Regions from separate parts of the Mus musculus genome. Here region 1 is linked to region 2. The links are chromatin contacts, called in public promoter capture Hi-C maps. All regions are on one chromosome and are shown on one strand. Each heading gives the region's core, a stretch centred on a gene start, on an enhancer-like site or on the middle of the called end of the contact. The rest is flanking DNA. Distances are from core to core; before and after follow the strand shown.

Region 1 (3,392 bases), core at 790-3,289, 1.0 Mb before region 2:
GGTAAAATGTCCCATCTCGGACACACTAGGTGGAGATAAGAATGCCATTGCTAACCACACCCTCATTTGAGTATCAGCATTCACAAGGGGGCAAAGTTGGCTGTCACTGCTGTCACTGTGCTGTCACCTGCTCCAGCACTTCAGTGTAGTCATTCCTATTTGAAAGGTCAATTCGGGGTTTTTTTTTCCCCCAACCTAGTGTGAAGGGTGACCTTTGTGACCTTGGGGGTCCTTCCACTTGAATTGTAGTGCTTGCCAGCTTTGCTTCTGAAAAAAACATTTCTGCCCAGTATTTATACCATTTGCCCTCTGTTTATTTCTTTTGGGGAAGTGAAGGCTGGGGTGGTATTATTTCCATTAACCAAGTTGACATGCTTTTTTCATTCAGACATCTTTAACCTTGATGGGAAAATCAAGTTTCCAACACAGAAAAGAGACCAAGGGCCAACCCCTTGCTCACTCAGTGAACATAACACAAGTTAAAGTCATCTCAGAGGAGGGAATATTGATTAAGAAAATGCCTCTATGAGATTCAGGCTATAGGCAAACCTGTAGGGCATTTTCTTAATTAGGGATTGATGGGGGAGGTCGCAGCCCACTGTGGGTGGTGCTATCCCTGGGTTGGTGGTCCTGGGTTCTATAAGCAAGCCAGCCATGAGGAGCAGGGCAGTAAGCAGCACTCCTTCATGGCCTCTGCATCAGCTCCTGCCTTCAGGTTTTGCCCTGTTTGAGCTCCTGTCCTGACTTCTTTTGTTGATGAACAGTGCTCTGGACGTGTAAGCCAAATAAACCCTTTCTTCCCCATATTTCTTTGGTCATGGTGTTTCATCACAGCAATAGAAACCCTAAAACAGTAAAATCTCAAAGCTCTTCCTTTAAAGACCCAGGTTAGGTGGTTGCTCAGATTAGTCTTGTCTGCAGACACTGGCTGGAAGTGACCAATTGTGTCCAGAATGCAAGGGTTGGGGTGGGGAATAGGGTCTTATTTTGAAGCCCCGGTTGGCTTCAAAATTGCCTCAGGAATTACAGGAACAAACCACCACACCAGGTTCAAGTTAATTATTTCAAGCATTTATTTTTATTTATGTGTAAGCGTGTGTGTGTGTGTGTGTGTGTTTATGGCCTCAGAGGCCAGAAGACAATGTCAGAGTCCATGGACCGGGAGTGGTGTTTGGGAGCCATCTTAAGTGGGTGCTGGGACCCAGCCTCACTGAGCCCTCCCTCCCCAATCACTTCACATAACCAGCTTTTTATGGGTATAATTTCAGTACTTGGGAGCCTAAAGCAGGAAGATTGATTCAAGTTCAAGGCCAGTTTATAGCTTACACGACAGAGTGAGACCCTGTCTCAAACACTAACCAGCCCCTAAACTGTTGAGTGTAGTGGCTGGCAGGAAGATTGTGAGTTCAAAGTTATCCTAAGATACAGGACCAGTTTGGGGCCAGCATGACCTAAGTCAGAACTTGGATCAAAACAAAGAATTGTTAAGAGAGATGTCACCTTAGATTTTTGGAAGGCTGTGATGAGGCGGGAGAAAACCTAGATCAAAGCCTTTGACTGCCCTACAGAAAGACCTCAAAGCCAGTCTCGGCAACTTAGTATAAAAAGCCTGCATCACAAAACAACAACAAACAACAATAGCAACAAAAGACAAACACAAAGAGTAGCCTGAAGAAGTTGTAAACTCACAGGGCCAGCTGCTGGCGAAAGGTGAGACCCCTAGACACCCTATCTGGCTTAGACACAGTCCCTACCCGGCCAGCAGGCGGCGCGCACGCCCACACGGCTCTGGGCGCCCCGAACCTTGGCGCCGAGCCTCTCAACCCTGGCGCCATTACTTAGCCCTGGCCACAAACTCTCGCCTGAGTTCCCCCGACACCACAGCCCGGACCCAGCAGTAGGCGGGCGGAGGGCTGCGGGGCGAGCCGAGCCCAGCGCGGCGTCGGACGTGCGCGCGCCCGACAGCGGCAAGGGCGCGCACGGCCCGGGCTCCTGGAGGCGGGCGGGTACCCCAAGGCCATTTCCGGGAGGGGCGGGGCCGGGGGCGGCGCACCTCCAATCTCTGCGGCGGCGGCGGAAGGGGGAACCCGGGTCCCGTGGCCAGCGAGTGAGTCGCTCGCAGAACCGAGGCGCGTGAGGTGGGCGGCGGCCAGCGGAGCCTCTGCGGGGAAAGAAGGAGCCGGGTCCACAGCCTGAGGAGGTGGAGCTGCCGCGGCGGGCTGGACCCGGCGGGAGCAGTGGGGAGCCGAGAGGAGCTGGAGGGATCCGGGCCCGGGCTGAGGGGAGAGGAGGGAGGCCGAGCTGTGGTTGGGGAGCCGAGAGGGAATTGGGTTGTGGGGAGCTGCGCGGAGGGAACCGGGCTGTGGGGAGCTGCGCTGAGGGAGGCAGGTCTGTGGTTCATGGAGAGCTGGGCTGAGGGGAGCGCGGCTGAGGAAAGCAGGGCCCGAGCTGAGAGGGAGCCGGGCTGAGGGAGAGCTGGGCTGAGGGGAGCGCGGCTGAGGAAAGCGGGGCCCGAGCTGAGAGGGAGCCGGGCTGAGGGAGAGCTGGGCTGAGGGGAGCGGGGCCCGGGCTGAGGGGGAGCAGGGACCGGGCTGAGGGGAGCAAGGGTTCAGGCTGAGAGGGTCCTGGGCTGAGGGGAGCGGGGCCCGAGCTGAGAGGGAGCCGGGCTGAGGGAGAGCCGGGCTGAGGGAAGCGGTGCCCGGGCTGAGGGAAGCAGGGCTCAGGCTGAAAGGGAGTGGGCTGAGAGGAAGCTGAGCTGAGGGGTGCAGGTCCGTGGCACAGGGAGAGGTGGGATGAGGGAAGCGGGGCCCAGACTGAGGGGAGCAGCGCCTGGGCTGAGGGGGAGCCGGGCTGAGAAGGAGCAAACTGAGGGGTGCGGGCCCCAGACTGAGGGGAGCAGGGTCGGGGCTGCGGGGTCGGGGCTGAGGGGAGCGGGGCCCAGGCTGAGGGGAGCAGGGCCCAGGCTGAGAGGGTCCTGGGCTTAAGGGAGTCAGGCTAAGAGGGGGCGGGCTGAGGGGAGCCGGGCCTGGTCTGAGGGGGCTGGGTCCGGGCTGATGGGGAGCCGAGCTGCGGGGTGTGGGTTCCCGACTGCTGTGGGGCGTCGGAGAGACCCAGGCTCGAGTCTGTGGCCGGGGCTGAGTAGTGGCGCCAGGCTACAGGGGCGCGGGGGAAAGGCAGGCCGGGCTGGAGGAGTCCCGGGTCCCGCTGTGCCGAGAGGCGGCGGCGCTGCCGTGGGCCCGGGGAAGGGGCGTGTCCCCGCGTGCACGCCGCGGGCTCCACTGCTCCGGGGTGCCGGGGTCGGCTGGAGCGCTGCCAAAGCCGGCAGGGGGATCCCGCGGAGGGGCAGCGCCGGCCGGGCTGCCGAGTAAACAGCTGCGTTTCCCCTTTGCAGA
Region 2 (3,281 bases), core at 649-3,148:
GCCTTATGTATGTTTACAAAATGATACCTAAACAGATACCCCCAGCCGGTTTCTAGGCGGAAAAAAACGGTAAATACCATTTCTTCGTGCTCTAACAGTATGCGTTCACGCGTTTCCCCAGCCCCCTGGGTCACTGACTGGGTATCTCCTCCCTCCCTCTGGGTAACAACCAGCACCTTGCGATATTAAAACAAGCTCTCTCTTTATTCTGAAACAGAATGAAACTGTTGAATAGAAAAACATCTAAAAAAAAAAAAAACTTGTGGATGCTCGAAGTTTAAAAAGAACAGTCATGGTGTGGCTTATACTAGGTGGGTCAAAATCAAGAGTCTGGGGAATGAGGAATAAGAACCCAACGTAGAGGAGGCTTTCCGAGCGAGGTCAGGGCGTCAGCTAGCGCCAGATCGAGGGGCGCTCTACATTTCAGGGCCTCACCCCCACCCCATCGCTGAGGTGCCCAGGGCGCAGCCACGCCCTCCCTTCCTCACCCCTGCCCACGCCACCATCTGCGAGGCGGCCGTGGCTGCCCTGCGGGAGGGAACGCGCCTCCTATTCCCTCCCTGATCTACAGGTGCGGGTAAACAGAGCTGCGGCGCCGGCCGGTCCGCAGCCTCCTCCCCGCCCCCACCCGCAAAGCTTTGCCCAAGGTTAAGTCGGCTTGCGGCGGGCTTCTGCCAGGGACCCCAAACCAGCTCCTGGGGGCTCTCGCTTCTGCTTCTCATGCCCACCGGACCAAGGATGGGGTCCCCTTGCTTCACCGCCGAGCTTGGTCCAGGAAAACCAGCCTACCTGGCCTGGCTCTGGCGACCACCCTGAGAGAGAGAGAGGAGAGCGCCTCGGGCATTTTCACTGTGCACCCCCCCCCCCGCGCGCCCCATTATGGACACGCCTTCCACCATCTCTTGGAGGTTGGGGGAACCCTTCCCCAAACTCAACGCCCTGGCCACCGCTCAGTCCTTGAGCCTTCTGTCCCCTTCTTCCGAAGCCCAAGGAGGGGTCGGAGGACACCCTTGCGGCCGCTACCTTTCCTGCCGGCCCCACCCAGATCCGCTCCCTCTGCCAAGAGCAGTGTGTGCAGTCTGCAGCATTCACCCGGCAGGGGCCTAGCCCGGGGACCGATGGCAAGGAGGTGGGGGTGGGGGGACAGGCGGGGCCCAGCAGCAGCCAGGGCCCGGGTCCCCACATCCCGCACCCCTGCTCCGCGCCACGCCACAAGGCAGACCCCGTCGCGAGCGTGCGCCCCTAGAGCATGTTCTCGTCTAGGACACTCCGGGAGGCTGCGGGAACTGAAGGTCCCAAAGCTGGTGGCCACGGGAACACCGGAGGGGCTCGGGGCTGGGACTCTCGGTGTTGTTTACACTTGGCGTAGTTAGCCTGGCAGGCCCGAGAGGCTCCGGCTCCGACACGCGGCGGTGGCTCCCAGCGCGCGGGGTCTCTGCTCCCGGCCTCCCCACCCACAACCCGCGCCCGGCCCGGCCCTCCGCGCCCCGCCGCTCACGTCTCGGAAGCGGTTCCAGTGCTTAATCTTGCCGCTGTACTGCGAGATGGACGACAGCCATTGCTCGTCCTCCATGAAATTGCCGGGGGTCTCGCCCTCCTTGAGCCCCTTGGCGTCGCCTTCAGCCAAGGCGACCACGGCGAGGAGCAGCAGCGGCAGAGCCAGCCGCCCGGAGCCTGGAGCGCGCATCGTGGTCTGGGCTTGGACCTGGGGGGGTCTGGACTTCAGCAGGATTTGATGTCCTTCCCTCCACCGCGCCACTGGCGAAGCGCTGCGGTCCTCCTCAGCCCTCCTCCTGCTGTCTGACTCCAGTGACTGACGGAGGGTGGGTCGTGGCTGAAATGTGACCTGGTTAGCAGATGCACTTGTCTGAAAAAGCCCAGCGCTGGACGCGGAGAGGGAGAGAGATTCAGAGAGGCTGCGCCAGCGGGGGCTGTGTCTGTAACTGTAGCATCAGCATCACGTTTGACATCATCATACCTGGTTAAAAAAAAAAAAAAAAAAAAAAAAAAAGGAGGGGGTAGATTTCAAAGCAGAGCGCTGGATCAGAGCAGCCAAGCCAGCCAAGCCGCAGCGCAGGGCTGCGCAAGTCAGTCCAGCTCTCAAGGAGTTGCAAGCCAGGGAAGCAGAACCCTGAGATGTCCCTGCTGTCTATCTAAGGGTGGACAGCAAAGAAGGGCTCCGGGGTCTTTCATAGGGCTGGAAAGAGGATGAAAACTCTCGGGTTACCAAGTCAGCTGGGCTCAGGTGTCTAAAAGGGAATCTGGCCACAGACAGTTTCTTCTCCCTTGGCCTCCTCCCACCCCACACCCCACACCCCCGAGTGGCCTGTGCCACCGCTCTGACAGCTGGCTCCCCGCGAGTTATGGCGCTTCGGTAATGGGTGGCTTCCTTAAGACAAAGGCGGTCTAACAACTGGCTGCCTCTGAACTATTGCTCCCCCTGGCCCGCCGCTCTTTTCAACGCATGGCCCCAACCCTGAATGGCTGGTGAAACATGGGCAGATGTCCTCCTCTTCCGCAAGCAGATGTTTAGGGGCTGTCACCCTTTTGTTAGCTTTTCCTAGGGCAACCCTAAAAGACACATGCGTGTCTAGCCATCTCATCTGCCTTGAGTCTGCAAATCTAAATGGGCCCAGCCATTTGCTTGTGACTTTGACTTCATGTTGAGTTTGATGATGCACTGGGGAAGGAGACAAGGCGGGAGGAGGCGGGTTCTGTTGGAGGCTGTTAGGTTCTTGTTAAAACTGTGACCCTTGTCATTGCCTATAGACCTGTGCTGCCTTACCAGCTGGGAAGGCTGGCAGCTGGGCACAGACCCAGGATCAGAACAGAACTGAAATTTACATTACAAATAAAATGAAGACTACGAAAAGGGCAAACCATATTAAACTTTTGGGCCCCAAGCCCTAGATTGTGTTTTTATAAAAGACTTGGCTGCTGTGATGTTAAAATAAAATAAAATAAAATAAAATAAAAATTAAAGGCAATGAAAGAACATGATCTTAATCAATAGGAAAAAACACAGGTTGTGAGGGTTACAGTCATCCAGGGCCTGGCATGCCTCCTGAGTGTTGGGTGCCTCAGTAGCCTGGGCTGGGTGGGGACCCCTGGGAAAACACAAAACAATAGTTTCCCTTCCTGTGGTGCTGCTGCAAGCTCCAGATACTGACATCTGCATCTCACAATGGATGCAGAGCCCTCCAGGCGGTACCAGGGAGCTTCACAGTGGAGTCCTTCTCATACGGACTGGAGGGGACTGAGGATCCCAACTTCCATATAGA

What was found. Promoter capture Hi-C pulls out the DNA fragments that hold promoters and counts their contacts.
Region 1: a promoter capture Hi-C map of neural stem cells shows a contact between it and region 2. The contact joins the promoter of Sgpl1 here to the promoter of Spock2 in region 2. A contact is called at or near these places in 1 of 39 promoter capture datasets (neural stem cells), 1 of 484 Hi-C or Micro-C datasets (embryonic stem cells) and 1 of 115 datasets of contacts at active chromatin or transcription factors (pancreatic cancer cells).

Annotation. Positions count from the first base shown.
Region 1 is chr10:61,146,331-61,149,722 of GRCm38.p6, reverse strand. It overlaps Sgpl1 (sphingosine phosphate lyase 1), which reads left to right and starts at 2,039. Exons shown (of 15, transcript NM_009163.4): 1 at 2,039-2,200; 2 at 3,392.
Region 2 is chr10:60,104,874-60,108,154 of GRCm38.p6, reverse strand. Spock2 (sparc/osteonectin, cwcv and kazal-like domains proteoglycan 2) reads right to left here and starts at 1,898. Exons shown (of 11, transcript NM_052994.2): 1 at 1,499-1,898. The coding sequence starts at 1,687. It overlaps Gm51801 (a long non-coding RNA gene), which reads left to right. Exons shown (of 3, transcript XR_003949003.1): 3 at 1-795.